2 separate regions of the Ovis aries genome follow, and region 2 is linked to region 1. The links are chromatin contacts, called in public Hi-C maps. All regions are on one chromosome and are shown on one strand. The core of a region is the stretch at or near the end of the contact, and the rest is flanking DNA. Distances in the headings are between cores, read along the strand shown.

Region 1 (4,792 bases), core at 678-3,177:
AGGGCGGTTTTATAACAGGAGGTACTTTTGTTAGCAAGTGACTGGCAGGTCTCCTCCCCCAAGTTAGAAGAAATTCCATCCACTCCCCAAAAGTGCAGAGGCCAAAAATGTCCAGTGCAATAGTTCTGAAACCCCAGCGTCTGCAGAGAGCCGAGGGGGGCGGACTGGCGAATGGGGGAAGGGGAGAGAAAGAGACCAGCAGGAGAGGAAAGAACAAAAGGAGAAACCCAAGAAAGGAGAAAGGAACGGCGGGACCTGGGCGGCCCGCGAGCCAGTGGGAGGGAGAGAGCCTGAGAGTAGGCGAGCACGACCCGGGGGAGGCGAGCGCGGAACGGGCGCACCATGGACAGGGCTCGTCGCGGCCCACACCCCTCTAGGGGGCGGCGAGAGGGAGCGCGCGAGACCGCGGGCGCCAGTCCGTTCCAGCCCCCGGCGCCCGCGGCCGGAGCGCGTCAGGCCCTGACCCGTGATGACCACGGAGGGGGGCGATCCGCACCATCTGTCCCTGCCCCGGTTGCCCCGGGCGCAGTGGCACTCCCGAGCCGCGCCCGCACTTTTTGGAGCACTCGCCGGCCGGCCACCCCCAGCCGTCGGCGGTGCGCTGGGACCCCCCCCCCCCCACGGGGCGGATTCCCCCCGAGACCCCTTCAGGCCGTGAGGGCGGATACGCCCCTCTCCCGCAGCCACCTCGGGCCCCTACCGCCCGCGGCGGCACAAGCGGGACCCCCGGCCGGACCCCGCCCAGTGCGGGGGGTCTCTGCCGCGGCGCGCGGCTTCCCTTCGCCAGACCCCGCTGGCGGGCCAAAAGGGGCCTCGGGGCATCCTCTGGCCCGACGCCGCGGGAAAGTTGGACGCTCGGCCGGGCAGGGGACTCGCGCGGAGTGGGGAGGGAGGCTAAGACCCGCCTGGAGCAGGTGCTTCCCGCCGCCGAGGAGCCTCCCGGTACCGATTCTAGGGAAAGGCTGTCTGGCGCTCTCCCGAAGGCGTGAAAAGTGCGGAGGCTCCGGGTCAAGGCGCCCCCAGCACGCACGCAGGGCAGACGCAGCCGGACAGAGGGAGAGGAAAAATAGCCAAGTAACGGAACTTCTCCCCGCCCGGCGGGATAAGGGGCGTGCAGGGCCAGGGGCTGGGTGCGGAGGCGCGGACCCGCGTAGACTCGTTTGGGCAAGGGAGCGAGGTTTTCTTTTCAGGTAGAACCGACACAGAAAATTGCGAGGGCAGGGAAACAGAAATAGCCAGCAATTCGACGCTGGGGTAAAGACAATAGGACTCTGGAGCCCTCGGGCACCGGGAGCCGCGCGGGTGCCAGGGTGAGGTGGGGTGGAGGCAAGTCCTGTAACTAAGATACCAGAGTGAGAATTTCGACTGCAAACTCGAGACCCATCCCTGTAGAAATAAACAAAAAAAAATTGGAGCAAAGTGCTACGCGAGGGGTGAGAAGCGTAGAAAACTGCAAAACCGGACTGCTAGCCTAGCTCACCCTTCTGCTGTCTAGAGACACCCTCCGGGAACTGGCTGGACCCCCACAGGGACAGTGGGGAGACCGTGATCAGCCCATTTGGGCAACCGCCAAGAGAGGCGCGGGAGACCGGCTGGCCCCGGGCGCCCTGCTCCGGCGCCCGGCCCGAGCCTCGTGTCTGCGCAGCTCCCGGCCGCGCGGTGCGGCACCTCCCTTCCCGGGTGCGCAGCCCGGCCCCGCAGCGGCGCGGGGAACAAAGGGACCCGGCGCCGCCCGCCCCACCCCGCCCGCGGCCCGGCCCGCGGGTACCGCCGCGTACCTGAAGCAGGGCCGCCAGCAGCGGCAGCAGGGTCCGCGGCGCTCCCACTATCCGGCACATGGAGGCGGAGAGGGGCCGAGCGAGGAGCCGGAGGCGGCGGCAGCGGCAGCACCAACAGCGGCGCGGAGAGACGGCTCCAGGCAGTTTCCACCCCCTTCCCTTCCCTCCCCACCCCACCCCCTTCTCCGCTGCTCCTCGCTCCCCGCCAATGGAGAGCGAGCTGATGACAAATAGCGGGCCGCGGAGTCCGCGGGACTCGCACCACGAGTAATAAAACAGACCGAGATCAAGGAGCTGGGGAGGGGGCGGGGGAGAAGGCGGGCGTGCGCGTGAGGGTGTTAGTGTGTGCGTGTGTGGCCGCGGTGGCAGCGCAGACTGCTCTGCTTCGGCCCCAAGCGCAGCGAAGCCAGGAGGGATGCAGGCGGCGGGGACCTTGGCCGGTGGAAGATGCGGAGGTGCAAGCGGAGCGGCGGGAGCTCCCCAGAAGCTCCGCAACGCGAGGTTTCGGGCTCGGGGTTTTGCTTCCTCCGGATCCCCTCTCTAGGGCCGCCGGGCACGGCGAAGACGCCGGCGAGAGCGCCGCGGGGAGGGCGCTCGGGGCCGTGCGCGCTGTGCCCACAAAGGGCAGCAGTCCCGCCGACCGGCGCCTCCGCTGCGTGGGGGCTGAAGACCAATTCTTGGCGCCCCTTGCCGGTCCCCCCGGAGAGTTGGAGACTGTTCTCCGGCCTCGGCCGCGCGGAGATGAGGCCAGGGGTCGGCGCGGCCGCTGCCGCCGCGGCTCCGTCCCGCGCAGTTGCCGCCGCGGCCGCCCCCGCTGCCCGCGCGCCGGTTCTCGGCCCGCGCCGCTCACTCGCGCGCGCCGCCCCACCCCCGCGTCGCTGCCGCCGCCCGCGCGCCCCGCTCGGCCTCCGCGAGCGCGATCAGGGCGAGCCGCCGCCGCCGCCGCCGCCGCTGTCCCCGCGCTCGCCCGCCCCGCGCGCTGCCCGCTCCCAGCTCGGATTGCCTCCTGCCGCCGCCCTCGCCCCCGCCTCCCTCCTCCGCCGAGCCTACCCGCCCGCGTCGTGGCCAATCGGAGGCCACCAAGCTGCAGCGGTAGCCGGCCGGATCCGCGGCAGCCGCCCGCCCCCGCCCAGCCGAAGCGCCCCATTTTTGCTGCAGCCCGCGGGGGGTCGCCGGAGGGAAGCCTGGGGTGCGCTGAGCACAGCCCCGGCAGGTGGAGGGGCTGCGGAAAAGAAAAAGAACTTGCGCAGGAACTTGATTGGGTGGCAGGTTCATTTTTGGACCGCGATGGGGATCGGATAGAGATGAGGCTTTGGGGGCTGGGGAGGGGGGGTGACTTCTCCGAAGCCTAACGCACGCTTCTCTTTACGTTCTGTCATTCTTTCGAGATAGACTTTTTTTTTTTTTTTTTTTTTTTAGTCTGGGCAGGGGCAGACACAGCAAACTGGCGACGCAGGCAGGGCACATCCTGGCCATTGTCTGCGGCGCTCGCCACAAGCCACCTGCCGGCCGGGAGGGCGGAGGCCGGCACCTCTCCCTTCTTTGCGGATGTACTGAAACTGCGAAGTTTCGGTGTGCTTGTCTTCTTGTTTTTCCCTTTGGGGGTTTGAGAGTGCGTGTTATTTTCTTTGAAATCTCCCGTTTTCTGTTTCTATTCGTTCGTGACACTGTTCACAATTTTTAGTGAGTGGTCTAAGGGACTTTGACTCTCTCCCTAAACCACTGCTAACAACAACAAAAAGTATTGAACGAAAGAAAAAGAAAGCGGGTTGAAGGAGCTAAAAGCCAGAACTTGCTCTGAAGAATAGGATTATCTAAGAGATAAAATGACTGATTCTGAGTTCGCACCAAGTAAAGGATTTTTGCTTCGTCCTTGTGAGGCATAAACTTGGAGTGGCTCACACACACACAAAAAAGTGAGAGACTTCACAAGTTTGGGTCACAGGCATTTGTGGAATGGAGGGAGGGGTGAGGAGCAATTGATTTTGGTGAGGTATTAAGTTTTTGTCAGCAATTTTTTTTTTAAGTTTTTTTTCCGGTAAAGAAAAATACCTTTTTTTTTTTTTCCCCTAAGCTTTTCAGCTCTTAGGCAATCATCAAACTTCGTTGCAATTAATGTGCATTCCTCTTCTGCTTTGGATAACTGAAGAACTAAGATTATTTGAATTTGAGTTTCAAGATGCTGATCATTTAAGAACTTGATAATGAATCTCTAAAAATCAAGTACTAAATTCTTTGACATAAGTGATGCAGCTTTTAATAATGTACTGTCACTTGCTCGGATTTTAAAAATTCAGTATTCATAGGGAAGTTGATTCAATTTTAATTAAAACATAATATTGTAGGCCTTTTAAAAATGAAACTCAATTTTTTTCCTGGATTTTCTTTCCAAAAGAATAAGAAAGATCATGTTAATTAAATTTAAAGACAAAAGGCTCCACTTGTTCTTTCTCTTCCTTCTTTGCTAGATAGTATTGTCACATTATTGCTAATTGACCTAAAATTTTTCCTTTTTGGGTATTTATGAGTTTCACTTTCAAGGAGTCATGCATAATAGAAAAACGTTTAGCAGCAATATTGGGGATATCTTCTGTTGTATTAAAAAATGGAATTTATAAAGCTCATCTCTGTGTCTAAGAATTAAGCTGTGATCCCAGACTTGAGACTTTAGTTTCAGTCTCACCACTCCCAGCAATAGCCACTGATGTTTATTGCCATTCTGATTAATTTAAAGGTAGAAGAGATTTCAGTATGAATGACTATTGCTTATTAGAATTATTTGCTTGAATTTTTAAAAATTGTTCCCTTTATAAATAAAACTCTTACTGTGACTTCAAAATCTGCTTTGGAATGGCTGTCAGTCAACTAATTCTCTTGACTCCAGTGGTTTTCAATCAGCCATGTAAGCACTGACAGCATTTTATTTTTTATTTATACAAATTTTGCGGCCAGCTTCCATGAGTCTCACTCTTCAGTGGTTATAGATTGCTTTGGAATTTTCCCTGAGTTTAGCT
Region 2 (4,858 bases), core at 1,592-4,091, 93 kb before region 1:
GCAACTGAACTGAAGTGAACTGATTCGTTATTATTTATGTGACTTAGTTTTACTCATTTCTCCTTTCTCATAACTGAATATACATAGAATAGAAAAGGGAAGCTGAGTTTGACAACAGATCAGAAGTAAGTTCCTTTATTGCCATTCAAAACCATGTACTTTGAGAAGATGTTTCACAAGAAAGAGCAGCTGGAAACAAACCTCATAAAAACCTGAATAGCAAACAAACTTCTCTGACTTGAAGGCAAATAAGGACACCGTGAACTGCTAACTTTCTGGGAAAATATTTTAGGATTTCAAACAAGTCAGAAACCATGTAACAATTACCACAGAAAAACTAAAGAATAATATTCAGCCAAAACTTAGAAAGATTATGGAAGATATAGAAGATATAATTATATAATCTTTGGATCATAATTATTATTATAATCAATCACATTTCCCAGCTCTAAGACAAATTTTAAATCATTATGTCTCTTTATATTCAAGAATATCTAGGGATTTCCCTGGTGGTCCAGTGGCTAAGACTCTGAGCTCCCAGTGCAGAGGGCTCGGTTCAATCCCTGGTCAGGGAACTAGATCCCACTTGCTGCAACTAAGATCTGCCACAGCCAAATAAATAAATACATATATTTTTTAAAAAAAGGAGTATCTAGTTTTTCACAATCTTGTTCCCAAAAAGCCTTTATGATAGTCTGTACAGAGAGTCACACTTTAATTGTTAAATTATTATTATTGAATAAAGTTAAATTATTTAAAAACCTGAAATTTTCACAATTTTCACTGCAATGTGGTTCAAGTCCAATAATCTTTCTAAAGCAAATGGTTATATCTAATTCATCAACTTCCTATTTATATCAAGTTATACCTACAACTTGGAGAAGGCAATGTCACCCCACTCCAGTACTCCTGCCTGGAAAATCCCATGGATGGAGGAGCCTGGTAGGCTGCAGTCCATGGGTTCGCCAAGAGTTGGACACGACTGAGTGACTTCACTTTCACTTTTCACTTTAATGCACTGGAGAAGAAAATGGCAACCCACTGCGGTGTTCTTGCCTGGAGAATCCCAGGGATGGGGGAGCCTGGTGGGCTGCTGTCGATGGGGTCACACAGAGTTGGACACGACTGAAGTGACTTAGCAGCAGCAGCATACCTATAACTGCGTTTTGTTTTTAAAGAAAGATTGGCAGAAGCAAGTTAGCTAAAATTATGATTAGTACTCTTATCAGGTCTTATTCCTAGAAATACAGTCAGCAACAAATATTGTGCTGGCCAGTAACACCTAACGTTGTATGGCAGGTGCCAGGAATACAGCAGGAAGCAGGACAGAGCTCACGCCTGTGGCCTTGGAGCGGCCCACACTTTAGATCCGAGTTTGGCAGACAGAGAATCTTCAAACCCATGGCAAATTGTGCTTTCATAAACTTTTTGATTACACCCTTTTATTAAATCTTCAAGTCTTCAGTGATGAGAAGCTAAAGTGTGGACAGCAACTTTCAAAAAATTATTGAATGCCATAGACACAAGCATCTTGGAGATCAACGAGGCTGTTCCTTTCCTTTTTGAATATAAGTTCTAATGTTTCACTTATAACCTAAGTACACAAAAAAACCTGACTCCCTCCTGCATATTAGTAACACTCTTTTTTGCATGTGTGGACTAAGTAATGATAATGAAAGAACATACAGAATTCAGTATGTTTTAAAATGCCTGCATATAACAATTATCTCAATCGTATCTGAATTAACCGGAAGAACAGTGGCAAATGTGTGGTGCTATTAATAATATGGATTCATATATTGGGCAATAGTTCTGAGGCCCCTAAAAGAAAAGAACCAAAATCTCATCCAGCTTCTCAGTGCCACCCTAGAAGGACAACTTGAGGGGCAGAAATGATGGAACCAGTTTGCCAAGGTGAACTGTCCCTCTAGCAGGACGACACTGAGGTCTACTAGCTTTCACCCAGGTAAGACCTATAAACTCTGTTTAGGTGCCCCCCACAACCTTCTTTCCCAAGAGAACATTTCTCCTTTCCCTACAAAATTCAAAACTCAACTCTGTGTATGTATTTGACTTCATTCCCGTACACACTTAGAAATGCTCTAGAAGCTTTTCTCCTTCCAATCTTACGGTAGATAAGAACTTAACGAAAGCTAAAATACAACTTCAGGGCAAAAGACAAATTTTCTCTTATTGTACTGCAGAATGTTGCATCTATCATGGACTAAAAATATCCTGAAATGAGTATAATATTTCTAATGCAACTTTCTGGTTTAGGGAAGGAAAAAAAAAAAGTCCTTTTATTCCTTTTCACTCTGCCTACAAGTAGAACATTGAGATAATAGAGATTAAGCCTTAAATTTCTACATCCAATAGTAGTAGAATCACAAGAGGACTGAAAAACCATTTGTCTTTACAAGGTAATATCCAATATGTTAGTCCTTTGGGCAGTTTACATTGATTTTGCATTCAATTGCATAGGTCAACTTTCCCATTTTTTTCCAGGACAAAGTTGCAAAAGTGCTAGAATCTAGATATATTCTGATATGAAGACTCAAGAAGAAGGTAAACTTAAGAGTACCATTTTCTATAATACCTAGATAATTACAAAGGGGTTTATTATTATTTTTTTTCCTGTCAATGCTAGAAATTGACACTAGGGATCATAAACCAGATGGAGAGCAGAGGTGTTAAGATTGTAAGTCTTCCCTCTCCCTCACCAGCGGCCCCCTCTCTATTCTTAAATTACTTTGAGAAAAAGGAAAATGAAAAATGCGCCCTGAAACTTAACTGCCTTTCACCTAGTTTATAACTAAGTGGGTTTAATTCCCTCTAGTTCAGTCAACCAGAGACTTTGTCCTTCAGTCTGTCTGGCAAATATTTCACAATCCTTCCAATGTGTTTTCGTAAAGTATTGAAGGGAAAAAAACTCATTAATCTAAACCATCACAAAAGATAAAATAACATTTTGATGGGAATGAAGCAATTAATCCTAGTGATTAACTCCAATTATTTTTCAAAGTATAGGTTTCCTCAAGCTTCACAGAAAAAAAGATACTTTAAAGAAAACCTACTGATCCGCTCTTTGAAGGAGCTGCCATTGGAAAATAAATTAACAAAATACCAATATGTATCTTCAGGTGGTCTTCTCTCTGGGTACGACTGGGTCTGGATCTCCTCTCATAAGAACTCAGACCTCATCAGATTAGGGCTCACCCTGATGAACCAGGCTTCCCTGGTGGCTCAAATGGTAAAGAGTCTGCCTGCAATGCAGGAGACCGAGGTTTGATCCCTGGGTTGGGAAGACCTGGAGAAACGAATAGCAACCCACTCCAGTATTCTTGTCTGGAGAATCCCATGGACAGAGGCGCCTGGTGGGCTACAGTTTATGGGGCTGCAGGAGTCAGACACGACTAAGGGACTAACACTTCCACTGGTGACCTCACTTTGACTCAGTGGCCTCATTTTGCCTTAATTACCTCTGGAAAGATCATACTTTCAAATACAGTCATTTTTTGATGTACTGTTGGGTTCAATATATGTATTTGGAGGGACAAATTCAGCCCACAACATCCCCACTAGCCAAAAATTAACCCTTCCTTTCTGAGTGTCTCTACACTGTCTAATTTTCTCAGCCCAGTGTTGTTTATCTCCAAGACCAAAGAAAGAAGATTGTGGGAAAGTCAGAGAAATTACTGACCCTGACGCCAAACCAATAACCGTCAGAGCTAGTCGCGGTCTAACCTTAGCCTTTTCATAATTGAAGGAATGATTATTTTTGTGTATCAATTTGGAATGACTATGATCAAATAAACATAAATATGTCAGAGGAACAGTTGGACAAAGAAATTTTACTTGTTAGCACTCAGAAGCCCAGGGTAAGGCATTCAATCCAATGATCAAAACAGCTGTATCTCAAGAAATAGGGATAAAATGCTGATCAGAAGAGAAAAAAAAAACACAAAAATCCCAAAGCATGAAAACTGTAAAGCCTCACAAAAACTGAACAGTTGTAAAATCCTAATATACAAATATTAGTTTTGTCAGAGACCATATTTTTAGGGAAAACCACAGGAAGATAAAAATCATAACCCAGGGGTGGGTGGCACCAAAATCACACCGCTAGTATTTATTTCTAATTTTATTTACATTCCAGAGAATGCATGAAATTACAGGAGAAAGAATCACAGAAATCTCCACATCTTTCCCCTCATTTTAACAGTAAAGGATGAGGTCCATTAAAAAGACCACCTGGAACTTCCCTGGTGGTCCAGTGGTTAAGAATCCGCCTTGCAGTGCAGGGGACACGAGTTCGATCCCCAGTTGGAGAACTAAGATCTTACATGCCACAGAGCAACTAAGCCTGCATGCCACAACTGGAGGGTCCATGCACCACAACAAAAGATCCCACATGCTGCAACTAAGACCTCATGCAGCCAAATAAACAAATAAGCACAAAAAACAAAGATTTGTTCTTGACAACCAGGCAGATGCATTCAATATTCAAGCTGAGGCCACCACCCTACATCTAAGCTGAATGTTCTTTCCAAAGACCACCAATGAATCTTAGTGCTTTTCATGTTGTGGAACAGGTCACAAATGTAGGTGGCACTGAGCCATCACCTCTGTCATTCTGAAGGGGCTGTTCAGAAAGACAGTGACAAAAGTCACTTCAGTCGTGTCCGACTCTGTGCGACTCTGTGCGACCCCATAGCCCCACCTTTTCGTAAGTCACCACATTCACCTTTGAAAATACGGTTGATGATGTTACAAATCCCCTTCTCCCCCCCAAAAAAATACACGAACATATAAAATTTGGCATTTTGGAAAAATCAAATACTCCCCTACAAAATACTCA

What was found. A called contact is a pair of places that touch in the nucleus more often than the background predicts.
Region 2: a Hi-C map of liver shows a contact between it and region 1, with 3 times the contacts expected there. The contact joins the enhancer-like site here to the promoter of CDH2 in region 1. A contact is called at or near these places in 2 of 16 Hi-C or Micro-C datasets (liver and mixed tissues).

The regions. Positions count from the first base shown.
Region 1 is chr23:29,009,622-29,014,413 of ARS-UI_Ramb_v3.0, reverse strand. It overlaps CDH2 (cadherin 2), which reads right to left and starts at 1,927. Exons shown (of 16, transcript XM_027960884.3): 1 at 1,779-1,927. The coding sequence starts at 1,838.
Region 2 is chr23:29,103,729-29,108,586 of ARS-UI_Ramb_v3.0, reverse strand. The region is part of intron 2 of CDH2 (cadherin 2); the gene reads right to left. Among named protein-coding and RNA genes, the nearest start is that of CDH2, 94 kb to the right of the region's middle. Within about 2 kb of position 2,841, at least 1 of the 54 cell types and tissues checked has an H3K27ac peak or open chromatin away from gene starts, as enhancers often do. A contact at or near this core is called in liver, where this site is marked.